Regions from separate parts of the Mus musculus genome. Here all the other regions are linked to region 2. Evidence: chromatin contacts called from public HiChIP or PLAC-seq and promoter capture Hi-C data. All regions are on one chromosome and are shown on one strand. The core of a region is the stretch at or near the end of the contact, and the rest is flanking DNA. Distances in the headings are between cores, read along the strand shown. Region 1 holds the start of Trim65 (tripartite motif-containing 65). Region 2 holds the start of Mettl23 (methyltransferase like 23). Region 3 holds the start of Fbf1 (Fas (TNFRSF6) binding factor 1). Region 4 holds the start of Exoc7 (exocyst complex component 7). Region 5 holds the start of Srp68 (signal recognition particle 68).

What was found. Promoter capture Hi-C pulls out the DNA fragments that hold promoters and counts their contacts. HiChIP or PLAC-seq counts read pairs in DNA pulled down with a chosen protein or histone mark.
Region 1: a contact with region 2 is called in a promoter capture Hi-C map of liver, with 3 times the contacts expected there. The contact joins the promoter of Trim65 here to the promoter of Mettl23 in region 2. A contact is called at or near these places in 8 of 39 promoter capture datasets (the HPC-7 cell line, embryonic stem cells, fetal liver and 3 more), 1 of 484 Hi-C or Micro-C datasets (CD4 T cells), 6 of 115 datasets of contacts at active chromatin or transcription factors (astrocytes, embryonic forebrain, large pre-B cells and 3 more) and 1 of 9 other capture datasets (liver).
Region 3: a contact with region 2 is called in a promoter capture Hi-C map of liver, with 2.7 times the contacts expected there. The contact joins the promoter of Fbf1 here to the promoter of Mettl23 in region 2. A contact is called at or near these places in 1 of 39 promoter capture datasets (liver) and 2 of 115 datasets of contacts at active chromatin or transcription factors (large pre-B cells and pro-B cells).
Region 4: a contact with region 2 is called in an H3K4me3 HiChIP or PLAC-seq map of stem cell-derived neural progenitor cells, with 2.3 times the contacts expected there. The contact joins the promoter of Exoc7 here to the promoter of Mettl23 in region 2. A contact is called at or near these places in 4 of 39 promoter capture datasets (cranial neural crest, erythroid cells, liver and 1 more), 1 of 15 datasets of contacts at CTCF or cohesin (large pre-B cells), 1 of 484 Hi-C or Micro-C datasets (erythroblasts) and 3 of 115 datasets of contacts at active chromatin or transcription factors (memory CD8 T cells, pancreatic cancer cells and stem cell-derived neural progenitor cells).
Region 5: a contact with region 2 is called in a promoter capture Hi-C map of liver, with 3 times the contacts expected there. The contact joins the promoter of Srp68 here to the promoter of Mettl23 in region 2. A contact is called at or near these places in 5 of 39 promoter capture datasets (embryonic stem cells, hippocampal neurons, liver and 1 more), 1 of 484 Hi-C or Micro-C datasets (B cells), 1 of 115 datasets of contacts at active chromatin or transcription factors (bone marrow-derived macrophages) and 1 of 9 other capture datasets (adipose tissue).

The regions. Positions count from the first base shown.
Region 1 is chr11:116,129,441-116,133,041 of GRCm38.p6, reverse strand. It overlaps Trim65 (tripartite motif-containing 65), which reads left to right and starts at 1,914. Exons shown (of 6, transcript NM_178802.4): 1 at 1,914-2,456. The coding sequence starts at 2,037. It overlaps Mrpl38 (mitochondrial ribosomal protein L38), which reads left to right. Exons shown (of 9, transcript NM_024177.3): 7 at 141-299; 8 at 486-622; 9 at 912-1,225. The coding sequence ends at 1,048.
Region 2 is chr11:116,840,767-116,844,839 of GRCm38.p6, reverse strand. It overlaps Mettl23 (methyltransferase like 23), which reads right to left and starts at 1,325. Exons shown (of 5, transcript NM_028865.3): 1 at 1,066-1,325. The coding sequence starts at 1,233. It overlaps Jmjd6 (jumonji domain containing 6), which reads left to right and starts at 1,391. Exons shown (of 6, transcript NM_033398.3): 1 at 1,391-1,775; 2 at 2,120-2,508; 3 at 3,485-3,771. The coding sequence starts at 1,647.
Region 3 is chr11:116,166,610-116,170,545 of GRCm38.p6, reverse strand. Fbf1 (Fas (TNFRSF6) binding factor 1) reads left to right here and starts at 2,368. Exons shown (of 31, transcript NM_172571.3): 1 at 2,368-2,994; 2 at 3,318-3,413.
Region 4 is chr11:116,304,441-116,308,361 of GRCm38.p6, reverse strand. It overlaps Exoc7 (exocyst complex component 7), which reads left to right and starts at 1,628. Exons shown (of 20, transcript NM_016857.4): 1 at 1,628-1,748; 2 at 1,909-1,974; 3 at 3,314-3,498; 4 at 3,680-3,785. The coding sequence starts at 1,689. Gm26730 (a long non-coding RNA gene) reads right to left here and starts at 1,498. Exons shown (of 3, transcript XR_389166.1): 1 at 1,181-1,498; 2 at 137-690.
Region 5 is chr11:116,272,577-116,276,572 of GRCm38.p6, reverse strand. It overlaps Srp68 (signal recognition particle 68), which reads left to right and starts at 2,356. Exons shown (of 16, transcript NM_146032.3): 1 at 2,356-2,647. The coding sequence starts at 2,467.

The DNA of each region.
Region 1 (3,601 bases), core at 665-3,164, 710 kb after region 2:
TCCCTGAGGTCGGCTTGTGGTCATCGAATGCAGGAGTGTTCAGGGTCTGGCCCTGGGAGTGACTGCTTCTGGGGCGCAACATTGGGGTTCCCCTGCCACCTTGTTGGCATGGCAACTAATGGGTATTTTCCTCCTACCAGAACCAACATCCCAAGCAACAGAGTGGCTGAAGGACAGGAGACATGTCCCTACCTCCCTCCTTTCCCTGCTCGAGGCTCTGGCTTCCACCGCTTTGCCTTCTTGCTCTTCAAGCAGGACAAGCCAATCAACTTCTCAGAGGACACCCGTCCCTCACCCTGGTAAGCGACACCCCTGTTTGTCCCCTGAGCCTCAAGCCAGCTCTCTGGGATGGTGGCTCTTGCTCTTTCCTGCTCTTGGTGTAGGTCTTGCGCTTGGCAGCAGTCCCGCGTGCTGGGTGCACTCCAGGGGTTTCCCAGGATTGCCTGCCTGCTCCCTCCCCTCACATGCTGCCCATCTCCTCATAGCTACCAGCTGGCCCAGAGGACCTTCCGCACTTTTGATTTCTACAAGAGACACCAGGAAGCCATGACTCCAGCCGGTCTGGCTTTTTTCCAGTGCCGCTGGGATGACTCTGTCACCCACACCTTCCACCAGCTTCTAGGTAAGGGCTTAGTGGTCAGGCAGGCCTGGGGATAAAGACCTTTCCTGCCATGCCAGGAGATGGCCTTTGAAAGCCAGGGTGAGCCGGGCGGTGGTGGCGCATGCCTTTAATCCCAGCACTCGGGAGGCAGAGGCAGGCGGATTTCTGAGTTCCAGGACAGCCAGGGATACACAGAGAAACCCTGTCTCGAAAAACCCAAAAAAGTCCCTGGCAGAACTCCAGCCTCACAGGCAAGGAAGGAGGCCCAGGTCAGCAGAAGTCCACCACTCTCCCCTTACTTTTCTTGCAGACATGCGGGAACCTGTGTTTGAATTTGTACGGCCACCCCCTTACCACCCCAAACAGAAGCGCTTCCCCCACGAGCAGCCCCTACGCTATCTGGACCGATACAGGGACAGTCATGAGCCCACCTATGGAATCTACTGAGAGACTCAGTACATTCATCTCCGAGGGGGAACTGTCGCAGCAGCTGGAAGGTCACACCTCCGGAGAGAGCCATCTGAAGCCAACTGAGACAGTCCCATGCTGGCCTCTCCCAGGACACCCAGGGGCTTGTGGATGTGCCTCGATTCTATGTGAATAAAATACTTTTTTCCTGATGCCAATATGTCTTCACTTTCGGGCACCCAGACCCTTTTAGTGAAGCTTTAGTGCTCTGTGGGTGAGCAGAAGGTGCCCAGCAGCCCGGTAGCTGGGGGTACACATGAAAAGTGAACCTTTGCCCAGCCTGTGATCTTTGTGAAAGACAGCCCCGGGATCAGAACCTCCTCGAGGAGAAAGTCCTGCCCCTGTCAGACCTAGCAACAGATTGCTTGTTACCTTAGCATATTTCAGCCCCCACCAAGGCCTGGAGCCCCCACTGTGAGGCTAGAGGCCTAGAAACAAATCAGTTCTGCCTACTCCATTAGGAGTGATCTCTGATTCATACTGCCTTTGGGGACCCTGGAACTCCCATCTGCTCTGCTCAGCTGTAGAGGAGATGACAGTAGCCTGTCTTAGGGTTTTACTGCTGTGAACAGACACCATGCCCTGGGCCTTTAATCCCAGCACTCAGGAGGCAGAGACAGACGGATTTCTGAGTTCGAGGCCAGCCTGGTCTACAAAGTGAGTTCCAGGACAGCCAGGGCTACACAGAGAAACCCTGTCTCGAAACCCTCCCACCCACTCCTCCCCCCCAAAAAAGAGTCTAGGGAAGGAACACAAATAGTCAGGGTGGACCGGAGGGAGCCGCGCCCCAGCTCCCAGTGCGTCAGAAGGCGGGCAAGCAAGGGTGACTTGGATCCCTGCCAAGGAACGTTCTAGTGCACCAGGCTGCGCACTGCCGCGACTTCCTGGACTGTCTTCCCCAACGTAGTGCTCGCACTGGTAGCCTCGGCCCCTTTAAGAGATCTGAGCACTGGGCCTCGCTTCCGCCATGGCCGCTCAGTTGCTGGAGGAGGACGTGGTGACTTGCTCCATCTGCTTAGGTCGCTACCGGGACCCGGTGACGCTGCCCTGCGGGCACAGCTTCTGCGGGAACTGCATCCAGGATTCATGGCGTTCCTGCGAAAAGTCGTGTCCGGAATGTCGCCAGCCCTTCCCCGAGGGCGCCAAGCTGTCCCGCAACGTGAAGATGAGCACCTTGCTGCAGGCGCTGCCCGTTCTGCCGGCGCCGCCCGCCGTGACTCCGCGCCGGGACTCCGCCACAAGCCACAGCGCTCGCTGCCTGCGCCACGGGAGGCCGCTCGAGTTCTTCTGTCGCACGGAGGGCCTCTGCGTGTGCAGCGCGTGCACGGTGCACGACTGCAGCCACCACGAGCGGGCGCTGCTGGACGTGGAGCGCCGCGTGCGCGAGGTGCGGGAAGGGCCTCTCCGAGGGCCGAAACTGCTTGTGGCCAGGGCCAGGGGCTGCAGCAGGATCTGCGGGTTCCCATATGAACCCAGAGGGCACGTGCACCTGACTGCTGCACGCAGCTCTCCCCAGGTCCTCTGAATAAAGTAGAGCCAGAGTGTTAGGTCAGGGCTGGCAGCCCCATTCGCTAAGGTGGCCAGCATTCAGTAAGTGTGATTTCTGCCCTTCAGAGACTGAAGGATCTACTCAAGGGTCAGATAGAGTCTCAGCAAAACGTGAATGTAGAGTCAGCAGGGCCAGTCTGCATGGTGGTCGTGACTCTTCCTCTAGGGATGTGCAGTGCCTTTCCAAGCTGAGACAGGGTGATGATGTCATCAGATTTCTGCTTTCTGGAGTCTGAGCCCCAGCTGGGGTGTGGAGGGGGTAAGAGATGAGGGGTAAGAGGAAGGAGGTCTCAGCTGCAAAACAAAAGAAATGAGAAGTGAGTGGGAGCCCGGTGCCCAGTGGAGAGAGTAAGACGCAGGACAAGGGTTTCTTCGGGAGACCGGGCTGCTGTGTGCTGAGGTTGGGTAGAGAGTAGCTGGTTTGGGATATGCAGTGTGTGGGGTACACAGACAGGGGTGGGGGCACAGACATCTACTGAGAGCTGGGAAGAGATGCGGACAGTGAAGTGAAAGAAGTCGCTATGGTATCCCTAGAAGGAGTGGAAATTTGTTGGGCAGGGGATTACATCCTGACAAAGCTGTAGAGATGGCGGCCAGGGCACAAGCAGTTACAGGAGGGAGAGTTCTCCAGGTGCCCCAGGCTGCTGAGAGGTTTTAGTTAAAGGCAAAAGTGACCACGGAATTGGTACCATGGTGGCCTATGTCCTTGCCCATGGCCATCACAGCCAAGAAGTGAGGCTGAGATTACCAGGGATGAGACGGAGGAGATGGAGCGAGAGGACCAGGACTGTAGTGCATGGACCGAGAGGCCGTGGACAGGGAGTGGAGGAGTGACTGGACGGGGACAGGGACAGGGACAGGGATGGGAAGGGAGGGAGCTGAGTGGCTGTGGAAGACTAGCACAGGCAGGCTGAAACCAACGAGGGAAGGAAAGCTGGGTTAAGGATACATGCTTGGGGCATTTTGGTGCTGGTGACAGGGCCA
Region 2 (4,073 bases), core at 76-2,575:
AAAGATCCAGGTTATTAGTATCTTCCAACTCTGCTTCACGCTTATTTGTCCTGAAATATTTCTCTGTAGTACACAGCCAAGAATCTCTTCTCTAATGTTAGAGGCTGCTGGGAGGGCGGAGGAATACACCTTTAATCCCAACACTCCAAAGGCAGAGGCACGGTGAACCCTGAGTCCAGACTGGTTCACAGAATGTGTTCCACAATAACCAGGGATACATAGAGAGACCCTGTCTCAAAACAAAATCTCTGCTTCACTTGTGTAGAAGTCTGGGAAAAAAAACAAACAAACGAGGACTGCTACAGGTGGCAGCATTGTATAGCAGAAGGCTATACCTTCTGCTCCCCTTACTATTGCCAGGGACACCTACCTACCTATGGTCCAGCTGCCTACATTACAACACGAAAATCCTTTGTAAAACCCGACTACCTGGGAAGAGTTAGTCAGTTTTAGAGTAGCTATGAGCTCGGAGGGAACAAGCCAGTGCCGATGTATAAAATTTTATTGGGGTGTTGGAGACAGGAATCCCTGGTCCCAAAATTTAAACAGCAAAGATTACGGGGTTTGGGATAAACTCAAAAGCACAACTATCATCTATCGTGTATGGATCTTGGATTCGAGCCCCGGCACTGTTTAAGCCAGCATGGTGGCGCACACTCCTAACCCTAAGAAGCGGGAAACGGGGGTTCAAATTCAAAGCCTGCCTGAGCTCAGAAATAAAACAGAGAGTTAGGGCTACCACTCAGTGGCGGAGCACTTGCCTAACAGGCAGAGGTTCAATCAAGAGTACCCGGAGGTTTGGTGGGGAGGGGGGCAGGCCGTGTTAGATATACTGACAGATGCTTTCAAAAGAGTACAAAGTTAGCATCACAGGACAAGACAGCCACTTTCCTGGTGGAATTCAGTGAACTTCCTGGCACTGTCCCTAAATGTGTCACTGGAGCGCACTTAACCCCTCACCGGGCTTCACACCAGACCTGGTGCTAATGAACGAAGCCGAGAACTGAAGGACAACCCACTCCCGCTCCAAACAGGGGGCTCCCACGTGGGTGCCGCCGCACGCACCTGCGGGACGCGGACCTCCAGCACCGCCCGATTGCCTCCGGGAACTGGCTCCTCCCGGAACCGAAAGAGCTGGGTCCCGGCCATGAGGCCGGGCTCGCACGTAGGGGAGTCCAGGGACGCCGGGTCAGGAGGCGGTGCCCAAGGAGCGCGGGGCCGGACACTGTCCATGGCAAACACAGGAAGCCGGAGGCCGCAGCGGGCCCGGCCGGAAGGAGACCGCAGGGAAGCGACGCGCAGACGGAAGTGTTGCGTAGGCCAAAGCAGGGAGGGGCAGGGCGTCGGCGACGCGACCTTCCCAACATGGCGCCCAATTGGCGTGCATGAAGGCGGGTCTGGCAGGTCGCTGAGGCCAATGGCGGACCGCATGAGGCGGTGGGGCGGGGAGGAAGGCCGCTGTTCGCCCAACCCAAAGCTCCGGTGGCGGCTGAGGAGTGAATCTTCTGGAAGGCGACTTTAAAGGCGCCGGGCCGGAGCGAAGGGCGTCTCGGGGCCGCGCCAGCCAGGGAGGGAGGGCGCGTTTGGTGGCAGGAAACGCGAGCCGCGTCGGGGTCGGGGCGGAACCGGACGGCGAGCGGCTCACGATGAACCACAAGAGCAAGAAGCGCATCCGCGAGGCCAAGCGAAGTGCGCGGCCGGAGCTCAAGGACTCGCTCGACTGGACCCGGCACAACTACTACGAGAGCTACCCGCTGAACCCCGCGGCCGTGCCGGTGAGCGGGGCGCGGGACCCCACACGACGGCTGCCCGCCTTCCGAGGGCCGCTGGTCCCCCGATGGGGCCCCGCAGCCCGGCTGTCAAAACTCGCTCGGTCGTGGGAGCTTCGGGCCCCTCCCTCCCGTGAAGGGGTGGCTCCGGGTGCGACGTGCTCGCCCGCACGCACGTGGGCCTCCTTCCGTCCCTCCGGCCCCCTGGAGGAGCAGAGGCTCGCTCGTTCCTTGCTCGTGTGTGCCATTGCTCACGGGTGTCTTTGCTAATTGGCCCTGTGGGACACCTTTATCCGCCACTGGACTTGTTCCAGTGTCCTAACGGGACAGGTCTTTTGTTGTTCCCGCAGGATAACGTGGAGAGAGCTGATGCCTTACAGCTGTCGGTGAAAGAGTTCGTGGAGCGCTACGAGAGGCCTTACAAGCCCGTGGTTCTGCTCAATGCACAAGAGGGCTGGTCCGCACAGGAGAAATGGACTCTGGAGCGCCTCAAAAGGAAATACCGGAACCAGAAGTTCAAGTGCGGCGAGGATAATGACGGCTACTCGGTTAAGATGAAGATGAAGTACTACATCGAGTACATGGAGAGCACCCGCGATGACAGTCCCCTTTACATCTTCGATAGCAGCTATGGCGAACACCCCAAAAGAAGGAAACTTTTGGAAGACTACAAGGTGCCCAAGTTTTTCACAGATGATCTTTTCCAATACGCGGGGGAGAAACGCAGACCCCCTTACAGGTAAATTATTTCACGTTAAGTTTTCAAAAACCATGGACAGTGACAGGCAGTGGTATTTTTGTAAGGCCAGCCTGGGCTACAGAATGAGTTCCAGGACAGCAAGGGCTACACAAAGAAACCCTGTCTCTGGATAAACACACACAAATCCGCAAGCCTGTTAGCAGAACTCTGTCTAACCTTGTAAAAGCAATGAAAGTCTTCCCTACACATTGACCTGTTTATAGTCCTACTTCGGAAGAAGGATTCCATGGGGGTGGGGGGGTGGGGAGGCATCTGGATTCCTCCAGGGCATTTTTTTTTTTTTAAATAAAACTTCATGCATGTATATGTTTTACCAGTCTCTGCCTGTTGGTTGAGGTCAGAACCTCAGGAGCTGCAATTATGGATAGTTGTGAGCCATTGGGATCATGTGAGGTGCTAAGAATTGAACCTTGGTGCTTTGAGGAATTGAGTGCTTCTAACCTGAGCCGTCTCTGCCCAGCCCCAGGTCATTTTAGTGCAACCATTGCTTTATCAAGGAAGTTTTATTTCTATTTTTACAAGTGTGGTTTCTTATACTGACTCTTTGTAACTCACTGTGTTACCAGGTTGACCTTAAACTCACAGAGATCTGCCTTCTAAGTGCTAGACATTAAAGATGTTCAATATTGCACCAGGCTTGGTTTGGGTGTTTTGAGATAGGGGTCTCTGTGTAGCACTGGTAGGCTTTGAAATTAAGATCCATCTGTGTCTGTCTCCAGGATGTTGGTATTAAGAGCTTGGGCTACCACACCTAGTGGATCAATAAAAGTCCAGCAGTAATTTGCATCAGTCCATTATTTTTTCTGTTAGACGTCAGTTCATATATAGTTCACTTAATATTGTATATCAGAATGTAGAGTCTCTGAAGACAGCATGCATGATTGTGTATTATAGAGACTTCTATGTCACACGCATTTCAGATTACCTCTCATGGCTTCATGCTTGCATCCTGTAGGTGGTTTGTGATGGGGCCACCGCGTTCTGGAACTGGGATTCACATCGACCCTCTGGGGACCAGTGCCTGGAATGCCTTAGTTCAGGGTCACAAGCGGTGGTGCCTCTTCCCAACAAACACACCCAGAGAACTCATCAAGGTGACCCGAGAAGAAGGAGGGAACCAACAGGATGAAGCAATTACCTGGTTTAATGTCATCTATCCCCGGACACAGCTTCCAACCTGGCCACCTGAATTCAAACCCCTGGAGATATTACAGAAACCAGGAGAAACTGTCTTTGTACCAGGTATAGATGAGCTAGAAGAAACTATACCTGTTCGTCCCAGCTCCGACTGGTCCGGACTTGTCCTGTATTGCCATTTTGGAGTAGAATCATAGAATGAGACAGAAGGGCCCTTTTTATCTGTTGGGTGTGTGCACTCCCTCCTGTGGCGACAGAGTTAGGGACTCAAGTCCAAAGGGAGAGAGAGCACCTCCATGTCCCACATGCCTGTGTCCAGTAGTAGGCCAGGTTCTGCCTGCTTTCCCTGGCTTTTTGCTGGAGTGAGTGCAGAACTGGATAGATGCAGTTTCAGCAGTGAGAGTTTC
Region 3 (3,936 bases), core at 1,119-3,618, 680 kb after region 2:
CTCAGTGAGTAAGAGCACCCGACTGTTCTTCCGAAGGTCCAAAGTTCAAATCCCAGCAACCACATGGTGGCTCACAATCACCCGTAATGAGATCTGATGCCCTCTTCTGTACTGTCAGACAGCTACAGTGTACTTACATTAAATAAATAAATAAATAAATAAATAAATCTTAAAAAAAAAAAAGAAGTCAGAAGGGGAACTACTACAGAATCCAAAAGGCAAGGTTAGTACATTGAGACTTTCTCAGAACTATGGACTTTGATGGATTAGGTCTTGGTTTTAGTGTTGACAGGTGGTGCTGTCTGCTCACTGAATGTTATAGCCTGAATGGTACTTCCATCATGGAGTCAGTTTTGGGGCCTATTAAGTCTGGGGCCCTGTTACAGTTTGGAGGTCTCATTCGAGCTCTATCTTAACTAATCATCTAACCTGTAAGGAAGGCTTCCCAGAGGCCCCATGAAAGGAAAAAAGGATTGCTAGTTCTGTGTCCTTGCCCAGGGGCAGACTTGAGGTCTAGTCTGAGGCTGGGGCCAGGGCCTTGAAGGATTGAGGATTCAGTTTGTGGGAATTTGACTTTTTCTTCCTAAAGAGTGTGAGTTGGGGCTGGTGAGATGGCTCAGTGGGTAAGAGCACCCGACTGCTCTTCCAAAGGTCCAGAGTTCAAATCCCAGCAACCACATGGTGGCTCACAACCATCCGTAACAAGATCTGACTCCCTCTTCTGGAGTGTCTGAAGACAGCTACAGTGTACTTACATATAATAATAAATAAATCTTTAAAAAAAAAAAAAAAAAAAAAAGAGTGTGAGTTATCATTCCCAAGACACTCCTGTGCTTGGTCTGTGGTGTCCCTGAGAGAACCTGTGTCCCTCTTATGTGATGTCCCTGAGAGAACCTGTGTCCCTTTTATGTGATGTCCCTGAGAGAACCTGTGTCCCTTTTATGTGGTGTCCCTGAGAGAACCTGTGTCCCTCTTATGTGATGTCCCTGAGAGAACCTGTGTCCCTTTTATGTGATATCCCTGAGAGAACCTGTGTCCCTCTTATGTTATGTCCCTGAGAGAACCTGTGTCCCTTTTATGTGGTGTCCCTGAGAGAACCTGTGTCCCTTTTAGGCAGCACTGCTTGATTAGCTTCCGGCCGACATCATCCGTGGTATGGTTGCTTTCTCCTGAGTCTGTTCCATTTCCCTCCTACAAACTGTATACAAGATTCTCCCTCCCCTCCTCTTCCACCTCCTCCTCCTCCTCTTCCTCCCCCTTCCTCCTCTTCCTCCTCTTCCTCCCCTCTCCTCCTCCTCCTCTTCCTTCCCCTCCTCCTCCTCCTTTCTCCCCCTCCTCTTCCTCCTCCTCTTCTTCCTCCCCCTCCTCTCCCTCCTCCTCCCCCTCCTTGTCCTCCTCCTCCTCTTCCTTCTCCTCCTCTTCTTCCTTCTTCTCTTCCTCCTCCTCTTCCTTCTCTTCTTCCTCCTCTTCCTTCTTCCTTCTCCTCTCTTTCCTTGTAAGACAGGTGTATTAGCTGATTTTGTGTATAACCTGACACACCCTAGAGTCATCAGAGAGGAAAAAGCATCAGATGAGTAATTGCCTTCATGAGATCCAGCTGTAAAGCATTTTCTCAATTAGTGATCAATGGGGGAGGGCCTAGCCCATGGTGAGTGGTGCCATCCCTGGGCTGGTAGTCTTGGGTTCAAGGCACTAAGTTCTTTTCTATAAGAACACATGAAGTTGGGGAGGAAACAGCTATGGGAAGATTTGGAGCAGGTACAATAGTACAATGGAGGGTGGACTCGATCTAAACATCAGCACATATAAAACAATTTTTTAAAATTAAATTTGTAGAGAGTTGGAGCATCTGTGTTGGCAGAGCACCACCTTGCCTCTGGCTAGAGATTTATTTACTCCTTCTTTGGATTGCACCTAAGAAAGTGTGTTGTGTTAATTCCGAGACACTATTATGTAGCTGGTCTCAACAGCCAGTTTTGACCTAGGAAATTGACAATCTAGGTCTAGCCTAGGTTTCAAACGCTATGATTCTGGGCGTGGCATGTCCACTGTGTGCCTTTGTTGATAGTTTTGGGTCTTCTGACAGAGCAGCTTTGACCTTATGATTGATCAAGAAGAAGATCATGGTCACCAATTAGCCCTCCGAACTTGAGGAACTCCCTTGCACCTAGTCGGGAGATGCTTTCCCCGCGCTTCACGGGAGTGACGTTGAGACAGCTCCTAGCAACTCGCGGAGCATCCAACAGACGCCTTGCCCCCGCTGCGGGGCACGCTGGGAGATGTAGTCCTTCCGGTCAAGTCCTGTGGTTCGGCCCGCTAGTGAACGGGCGACGGACTACAGTTCCTAGAATCCTCCACGCCACCGTCTATTTGAGGCCAGAGGCTGCGAGGTGGGACTGTCGCCGGCGGAGAGGTGGTAGGCCTGGCCGAACGGAGCGCACTGAGTGGAGTCGGAACCCTGGGATCTGGTTGGGCTTGGTTTCCGTGGCCTTGTTTCTGAAAGGACAGCTCTTAACAGGGCCCCTAGGGACTAGGGAGAAGCTCGGCTGTGTCTGGATTCAGACGGGATGGGCGCGCGGGGGATGGAACATTGAGAGGCACAATGCCTGGCCTGGCGCTACACTCCGGGACCCGCTGTGGCTGAGGGGCGGGCTCGCGGATTTTAAAATGCCTTCATGGAGTTGGTTGAATATGTGAAGACGTGACAATATTCTGGAACACTTTGGCCATTACAAGCTGCCCCTAGAAAATGTACCCCCGGCCCTGTCTGGGAAGCTGCGACGGAATGCATAGGAGATAGCAGAAATTCTTTGATGTGATATGAGCGAAAACGCGTTTGGACTTGTAGATCGCTAAAGTTGCCATTGCACAGGAGAAACACAAGCATTCCCCTGTGTCCACAACCCCAGATACACTTTGCATTTTAATAAGAGACTAGGCACACCGAGAAGACAGATGAGCGCCCCAGCTGCCTTTCTTCCTAGGCACGTGAAGGTGGGTTTGGGTGAAGTGTAAGAGACAAAGAGGAGGTAGGAAATGCTGAGAAATTCTGTTCCCTGTATGAAATGTTTATCATATGTGAACTCACTGTCAGGCTTTGTGCTAGATGCAGCCTATAGAGAGTTTCCTGGCAAGGGATTTGAGTCCGGATGTGGTTTCTCTTTCCAAATGGCTCCACTTGTCACCACTTCCAGGGTAAAGGATATGGTCTACTTTTAAAATACTCTCCAAGCCAAGGAAAGGCCGATAAGTGAATAAGGAATCCTCATGTATTCTCTCTCCCTCCCACCCCTCCCCCAATCTGTTTCTTGCGGCAGGAGCTTACCCTAGCCCAAGAATTCACTATATATATCATTCAAGCTGGCCCCTAACTCAGCAATCCTGCTTCAGCCTCCCAAGTGCTGGGATTGCAGGTATGAAGCACTGCCTAACTTTTTCTTCTTTTTAAAATTTTAATTTTATGCGTATGGGTGTTTTGTCTGTGTGTCTGTCTGTGCACCACATGCATGTCTGGGCAATCAAAAAACACATCGATCCATTCATCTGTCCCCGATGGGAGTGACAGTTTGTAAGCCCCTATGGGTACTGGGGATCCAGTCCAGCTCAAATACTCATCTCTGTCTCTTTTGATTTGTTTGTCAGGGTTTTTCGGTGTAGCTCTGGCTGTCCTAGCAGTCACTCTGTAGACCAGGCTGGCCTCAAACCCAGAAATCCACTTGCCTCTGCCTCCTAAGTGCTACCACCTCCAGACTGCTTTTTCTATTACATACCTCAGGTTGGCCTAGAACTTGTGATTTTCCTGCCAAGTTCTAGGGTTGCCGCTAAGTGTGTATGATCATACCCACCTCAGGAATTCTTTTTGAACTTTACTTACTCATCTGGCGTAGTGGAGCACACACGCACATGGAGGTAAAAGGAAGACTTGCAGGAGTCAAT
Region 4 (3,921 bases), core at 379-2,878, 540 kb after region 2:
GTCACCAGAAGAGGGAGTCAGATCTTGTTAGGGATGGTTGTGAGCCACCATGTAGTTCCTGGGATTTGAACTCAGGATCTTCAGACGAGCAGTTGGTGCTCTTAACCACTGAGCCAGCTCCCAAGCCCGATATTACCTGCTTTCTATATGTAAGTGTTTGTCCTTCCTTGCCTGCCACAAAGGTGTTTCTCTGAGATTAGCCTGTTAAAAAGAAAGCTGCCTGGTGAAGGTCAAAAGCTGCCAAAGCCAAAAGACAACACAGAAATATGGACCGGGCGTTGTCCTGCTGCTGATTGGCTCAGACTAGGTGTTGTCCTGCTGCTGATTGGCTCAGACTAGGCGTTGTCCGTTGCTGATTGGCTCAGATTGGATGAGTAAGGCGTGTGGCCTTTGAGGACTAGAGTTGACTGTTGGAGTCGGGGCAGGAGGAGAGAGAGACAGAAGCAGAACTGAGCAGGACAGGGAGGTTGAGCAGAGAGAACGCCAGGGACTCGTAGCAGGGAAGTCGCGTTGAGTCTGGAGGGTTAGCTGAGGGACTGCCCCAGCAAACAGGCAAACAGCCTTATACTATACAGATGTCTCTGTGTCTCTGTTATTAAACCCACGTGGGATCCCACAAGTTCTGAAGTATCCATTGTAAGCCACTCTGTGTGGAATCCAGTCTCCAGACTTGAACCGTTAAGATATGATCTGCAAAAACAAATTTGTCTCCTCAGTCAGCGCTTTTATCCTAAATTAGGGTTTAGCTAACTGGAAAGATGGCTCAGCAGTTAAGAGCTCTTTCTTACTCTTCCAGGAAGCCTGAGTTAGGGTTAGGGTTCCCAGAACCCACATGACAGACAGCTCACTACTGTAATGTCAGCTCCAGAGGGATCAGATAACCTTCTGGTCTTCCAGGGCACCTGGCATGCAAGTGACGGCACAGACATACATACCCATGGGCGAAACATCTATCTATACACCATGTTAAAATCCACAAATAAATCATGAGCTGGTGAAATAGCTCAGCAGGTTAAGGCATTTGCCACAAAACCTGGCACCCGAATTCAATCCCTCTGGGTCCTACACATGGGAGGGAGAGAACTGTAAACCCTATATACCACTCCGTGCCAGCCTCCACCTCCTGCCTTCCGCCACCGCCCTGCTTTTTCTTGGGTGAGCTGGGTTTGGCAGAGCACACCTTTCTTTAATCCAGCCCACGGTAGGCAGAAGTCAGCCTGGTCTACATAACCTATTCCAGAGCAGCCAAAACGATCTAAAAAAAATTCAGGTATAATGTTGGTTTGCTTGATTTTTGGTTTGGAGACCAAGTCTGACTCTGTAGCCTAGGCTAGCCTGGAATTTACTATGTGATCCAAACTGGCTTCGAACTCGTGAATGGCCTCCTGCTTCAGTCTCCCAGCAAGGGGCTGTCTTTCAAAGGAGCGAGCAAACCAGCCTCTGGCTACGAGGAAAGACCCACGTATGCCTCAGGTGAGCGGCTCTTCCAGCCACATTCAAGATGGCGTCGACCCGCAGCCCGCTCGCGAGCTCCGGCAGGAACACACTTCCGCCTGCCACTCCCAACATGGCGCCCCCGAAAGCGTCCGGGGGCGGGGCCGAGGGAGGAAGTGGGCGTGACAGGGACGGAAGCCGAGCAGGGTTTGGAGCTAAAACAGCGGGGAGTGGGGACAGCGCTGTCCGCTGCTATGATTCCCCCGCAGGAGGCTTCCGCCCGGCGGCGGGAGATCGAGGACAAACTGAAGCAGGTGACGCTGGGGAGAAAGTGAAGGAAAGGCGCTCAGGGGCATCGAACCGGGGTGGAAGGGGAGATAGGGTTAGGCGTAGGCCGTGGTGCTGGGTGCTGGGTGCTGGTGGTCGCCTTTCACCATCGGCTTGTGGTGATGTCCTCCTCTCTGCCCCTCGCAGGAGGAGGAGACGCTGTCGTTTATCCGAGACAGCCTGGAGAAGAGCGACCAGCTCACTAGGAACATGGTGAGTAGCCTTTCAGCTGGGAGGCTGCCGCCAGGCTCCTGAGCCCCAGAGGAGGGGCGTGTGATGGACGTGTCCTGCGCCTGTCCAGGGACTCCAGCGTGGGTAGTAAACAGTGGGCATATCTTGCAGCGATGGGTATCTCTGCACCCCAGTTTCCACCCCATCACCGAGGAAACCGCTGCCCTATACCTGTTACTGTCTGTCCTTCTGCAAACATTTCGTGATATCCTGTACATGGCCTGGTACTGGCCCCGTGTCATTGTCAAATTCAAGCGAGGCGAGGCAGCGAAGTCACAGGGGCTTTGGAAGCAAAACCATCTCAGAGAGTTAATGCGTCTTAGATCTACCCAATGTCCTACAGCTTACTATGTGGTTCCTGGTGGTAGGCCTTGAGTTATGGTTAATTTACCTGGTAAAGCAGACAATGTCAGCCTCCCAGTGTGTCCGTGGAGGAAGTCTATGCATGCTTCCCAGTGTCTGGTATACAGTAAGATGCTTTAAAAGTGCTTGCATTTGTATTTACACAGTAATAAAATACTTGTTGAATGAGATTTGCCCTTAGGGAAAGAGGTTGGCTGTTTGTTTGAGGTAACAGTAATATATTTGCAACTATTTTGGAGGAAGCTACTTTCTGTTCAGTCTAGGAAAACTTCAGAGAGAACAGAAATTGAGATTTGACTTTCAAGGGTAGAAAGGAATCTATCCTGAGGTGATTGAAAAAAAAAATTTATTATGTATAGTGTTCTGGTTGTATGTATGGCCATATGCCAGAAGAGGGCACTAGATCTCATTATAGATGGTTGTGGTTGAGCCGCTATGTGGTGCTGGGAATTGAACTCAGGACTTCCGAAGAGCAGCCAGTGTTCTTAACTGCTGAGCTGGCTCTCCAGCCTGATTATCTCTTTTTGCAAATAAGCAAATTTATTTTATGTGCATGAGTGTTTGCATGTGTGTATGTGTCCCACAAATGAGCAGTGCCTGCAGAGGTCAGAAGAGGCTGTCATATCCTGTGGAATTGGAGTTACAGGCAGTCAGTTGTAAGCTGGCAGATGTGCGTGCTGAGAACTCAGTACCAGTCCTCTGCAAGAGCAGAGTCATCTCTCCAGCTCCTTGAAGGAAGAATTCGCTTAATGTTCCTCTTGCCGTCAGATGAACTTTCAACCAGTTTATGGTGAGCCGTGTACCAGACTAGGAGTGCAGTTGTAGCAAACAAGTCGACTATGTTCCTTCCTATGGGTAGCAGTGTATCGTCTAGAAAACCAAGAAAAGACAAGAAATGTCTGTGAGTATTTCCAGGACAGCCCTGGGAGCCATGAGCCAGAGGAGTTCCCCCCCACAGGTGTCCATCCTGTCGTCCTTTGAGAGCCGACTCATGAAGCTGGAGAACTCTATCATCCCTGTGCACAAGCAGACAGAGAACCTACAGAGGCTGCAGGAGAACGTGGAGAAGACGTTATCCTGCCTGGACCACGTTATCAGCTACTACCACGTAGCCAGCGACACGGAGAAGATCATCCGAGAGGGGTGAGTTCCATGCAGAGCTCTGCTCACATAACTAATGTCTCCTGGACCCATGGAGCCAAGTAAAACCCATGTGAGCGTGGAGCCCCTTATCTGCGTTCTCTTCTTCTCCCGCAGACCGTGGCCATAGTCTGTCTATGTTATCCCTGCCCTCCAAGGCTAAGCCAGCTTTTCTCTTTCCCAGCCCCACAGGTAGGCTGGAAGAGTACCTGGGAAGTATGGCCAAAATCCAGAAGGCTGTGGAGTATTTTCAGGACAATAGCCCAGACAGCCCAGAACTCAACAAAGTGGTAAGAAACGTATAGGTTAGCGTGAGACGACGGACAGATGGACATCAGTCCCTGTCTCGGTCTCATGAGGGACATGTGACAGTTTAAGGAAGTCTGTAGAAGCCAGGTGTGGTGGCCCAGGCCTAGAACTTGTGAG
Region 5 (3,996 bases), core at 1,107-3,606, 570 kb after region 2:
ATTATTTTATGTAAATACACTGTAGCTGTCTTCACACACTCCAGAAGAGGGAGTCAGATCTCATTACAGATGGTTGTGAGCCACCATGTGGTTGCTGGGATTTGAACTCTGAACCTTCGGAAGAGCAGTCAGGTGCTCTTACCCACTGAGCCATCTCACCAGCCCTTGCCTCTGCCTTCTGAGGGTTGGGATTGAAGCTATGCCCACCACCGCCCAACTTGCTTCTCATATATATATTATGTATGATTTTGTCAATTTGACATATTTTAAAAGGAACTCTTTTTTTGTTGTTGTTTTGTTTTTTTGTTTTTTCGAGACAGGGTTTCTCTGTGTAGCCCTGGCTGTCCTGGAACTCACTCTGTACACCAGGCTGGCCTCGAACTCAGAGACCCACCTGCCTCTGCCTCCCAAGGGTTGAGATTAAAGGTGTATGCCACCATCGCCCGGCTGAGGGAGCAAGCCAGTAGGTAGTGTTCCTCAGTGGCTTCTGCTTCAGTTCCTGCCTCCAGGTTCTGCCCTGAGCTCCTGTCCTGACTTCTCTCAGAGGTGGATTATTTGTTACCTGAGAGCAGTTAAGATGAAATAAACCCTTTCTTCTCAAATCTGCTCTTGATCATGATGTTTGCCTTAGGTTTCCATTGTTGTGAAGAGACACCGTGGCCAAGGTGACTCTTATAAAGGACAACATTTAGTGAGGAATAGCTTACAGGTTCAGAGGTTTAGTCCATTATCATCATGGTGGGAAGCATGGCAGCACACAGTCTGACATGGGGCTGGAGAAGCCAAGAAGGGACAAGGGGACTGTCTTCCACAGGCAGCTAGGAGGAGGCTCTAATTCCACACTGGGTGTGATTGAGCAAAGAGACCTTAAAGCCCACACCTAATAGTGCCTCTCCTCATGGGCCAAACATTCAAACACATGAGTCTATGGAGGCCAGACCTATTCAAACCACCATGTTTTATCACATCAGCAGAAACTCTAAGACACCATTTATTTGTATTTTTAGCTGCACCCTGGGATTGCAGGCCTCCGTTCCTCTCCCCTCCCCCTTTCCTCATGGCAACTGACTTGGCCTCAGTTCTTGGGGTCTGTGAACTCAGTCAGAGAGCAGCTTCCCAATAAACCACCTTTAGTATAATCTTTGAAAAAAAAAGAGGTGGGGGCTGGAGAGATGGCTCAGTGGTTAAGAGCACTGACTGCTCTTCCAAAGGTCCTGAGTTCAAGTCCCAGCAACCACAGGGTAGCTCACAACCATTTGTTATGAGATCTGTGTGTGAAGACAGCTACAGTGTACTTAGATATAATAATAAATAAATAAAAATCTTTTTTAAAAAGTTTATATAGCAAGTTCTTTTTCCTGCTGGGCCATCTCCATGGCTTATTGTTTAGGTGTGTGTGTGTGCAGGCCCATGCTTCACAGCTCAGTATGTGAGTGTAATTCGGAGGACCACTTTTTGAGGTTAGTTTTTGCCTCCCACCTTCTGAAAGCAGTTTGTCTAATTTTTTGTTTTCAAAAGCCTTAACCTTTATTTTTATTTTGTTTTATGTATATGAACATTCTGTCTACACGTATGTCTGTGTACATGTGTTTTGTAGACTACGAAGCCAGAAGAGGGTTGGATCCCTGGGACTGGAATTCTAGATGGTTTTGAGCCACCATTCTCGTGCTAAAAATTAAACCCAGATCATCTTGATAGAGCAACCAGTGTTCTTAACCACTGAGCCATCTGCCCAGGCCCAGTCTTCCTTGATATTTTTGCTGGAGAACTAGTACTCCACACTAGCTGATCTCTGAACTCCGATGGGGGGAAGGGTTGGAGTCATACATTTTTTTGCAACCTCCTTTAGTAACACAAAAGGGTAGACTGAGTTACGCGGCCAGCTTCTTTTCACCTGCCGTGATTGGCACAAGACTGAGACTCCTGGTGTACTCGCCCGCAAAGATTAATAAAAGTCATACTTGGATGGTCACATGATCTAGAGGAGGCCACGGGTCTCAAGCTCCTATTGGGGACACTGCCTTCTGACCGAGGCCTCTTCGTGTGTGTGTGTGTGTGTGTGTCTGTGTGTGTGTGTGTTTTAAATAAGGTCTAACTGTGCAACCCAGACTGACCTCAACTCGAGGCAATCCTCCAGCCTCAGCCTCCTCGGTATTGGGATTAAAGGCGTACACTACCATTCTCTGGGTGCAAGGATGCATGAGGTGGGCATCTTTCTCGGGTCCTCCTATCCTTGGTAGATTTGAAGCGAGGCTAATCCTTAGAAATGCGGAGACCCAGCAACAGCCACGAATTCAACCCAGGAGGCGCAGGCGCACACCAACACACCACAGAGGCCCAAGACATCCGCGGTCTGCGGCGGAGTCCGTCAGTGTACCATCGGCCCAGCCTGGAAAGTGCCGCTCTCTCTCGCCGCTGGTCGTCTCGCCTGCTCCGTTCCATCGTGCTTTGCGGCTCAGGGGCAAGATGGCTGCTGAGAAGCAGATCCCGGGTGGTGGTAGTGGTGGTGGTGGAAGCGGCAGCGGCGGCGGCGGCGGAGGGAGCGGTGGCGGACGCAGTGCCGGAGGAGACGAGAATAAAGAAAACGAACGCCCTTCAGCCGGATCGAAGGCAAACAAAGAGTTCGGGGACAGCCTGAGTTTGGAGAGTATCCTCGAGCGGTGGCCTAACTCGCAATGACTACGTGTCGCTCGGAGGGCTGGGGGCGGGCGAGGCGGCGGGGGCCAGCACCGGGCTGCGGAGCCGAGGTGCGCCGCTGCCTCCTGCCCTTCACTTTCGGCATTCCCGTGTGCATGGTTTGCCTCTCGTCCTGGCTTTCCGGAGCTTGTTTTTGCAAGGGGTATAGAGATGGTAGGCAGGGTTCCCTCTGTGCCCCTCAGATGTCCAGTTGGAGGGCTGAGCCGGGGTTGACACCCTGCCCACCCCACAGAGCTCCTGGTCGGTACCTTGAGCCACCGGACTGTGGAGGGGAAACTGCAGCCTTGACATTTCAGCGTGGAGCTGTTGTCGGACAGCTGTCGAACCCTGGGTCATAAAACAGCGAGATGCTTTGAAAATGGAGGGAGAGTGCTCTCCAGGAAAGCTGCTGCTTACCTGTTTTGAATAGTAGTTACTTTAGTTTGTTAATATCATGTGTATAGTTTTTTGTTTTTTCAAAAGTAGGTCTGTAAGGCATTTTATCTTGTTGGACTCTTCTCGAAGAACTGTAGGAGTTACTTTTTTTTTTTTTTTTTTGAGTGTCCAAGTCCGCATGGGTATGGGTGTAGGTGTAAGCGCTGGTGCTGTGTCTGCAGGTCACAGGTCAACGTCTTCCTAATTCTCTACCTTTGAGACTGGGTCTCCCTCCAAAAGTGCAGCTCACTACTTGGAATAGACTGTATGGCCAGTGGGCTCCAGGGATCTTTCTGTCTCTTGCCATCCCAGCTGTGGGATTACGTGTGCAAACAACAGTATGGCCTTTTTACGTGGGTTCTGGGGAGATCCCAACATGACCTCATGCTTGCTAACAGCAAGTCCTTTACCAGCTGAGCAGTCTTCCCAACCCTCAGGAAACATTTTCTGGTTTGTATTAGCTTATATATCATTTGTGTGGTTCTAATAGCATGTGGCTTTTTTTTTTTAACGTGTTATTTTAAATACTTTTAAATGTTGCTTTATCTTATTTTATGTGTGTGTTTGCCTGCATGTTTGTGTATCACATGTGTGCCTGGTGCCCACAAAGGCCTGAAGAACATATGGATCTCCAGGAATTAGACTTACAGATGTTTAGTTCCTCCACGTGGGTGCTGGGAGCCGACCTGGATTCCTCCAGAAGAGCAGGAAGTGCTGTTAACCACTGAGCCCTCTCCAGCTGGTTTGTTGGTTTCTGAGACAGAGTTTGGCTGTGTAGCCCAATTTGGCCCTGAGCTGCTTCTCATCGCCCGCCGTCCCCTCTGATGCTGAGATAATAGGCATATACTATTGTTGGAGTCCCTTGTGGCTTTTTGAGATGCATAC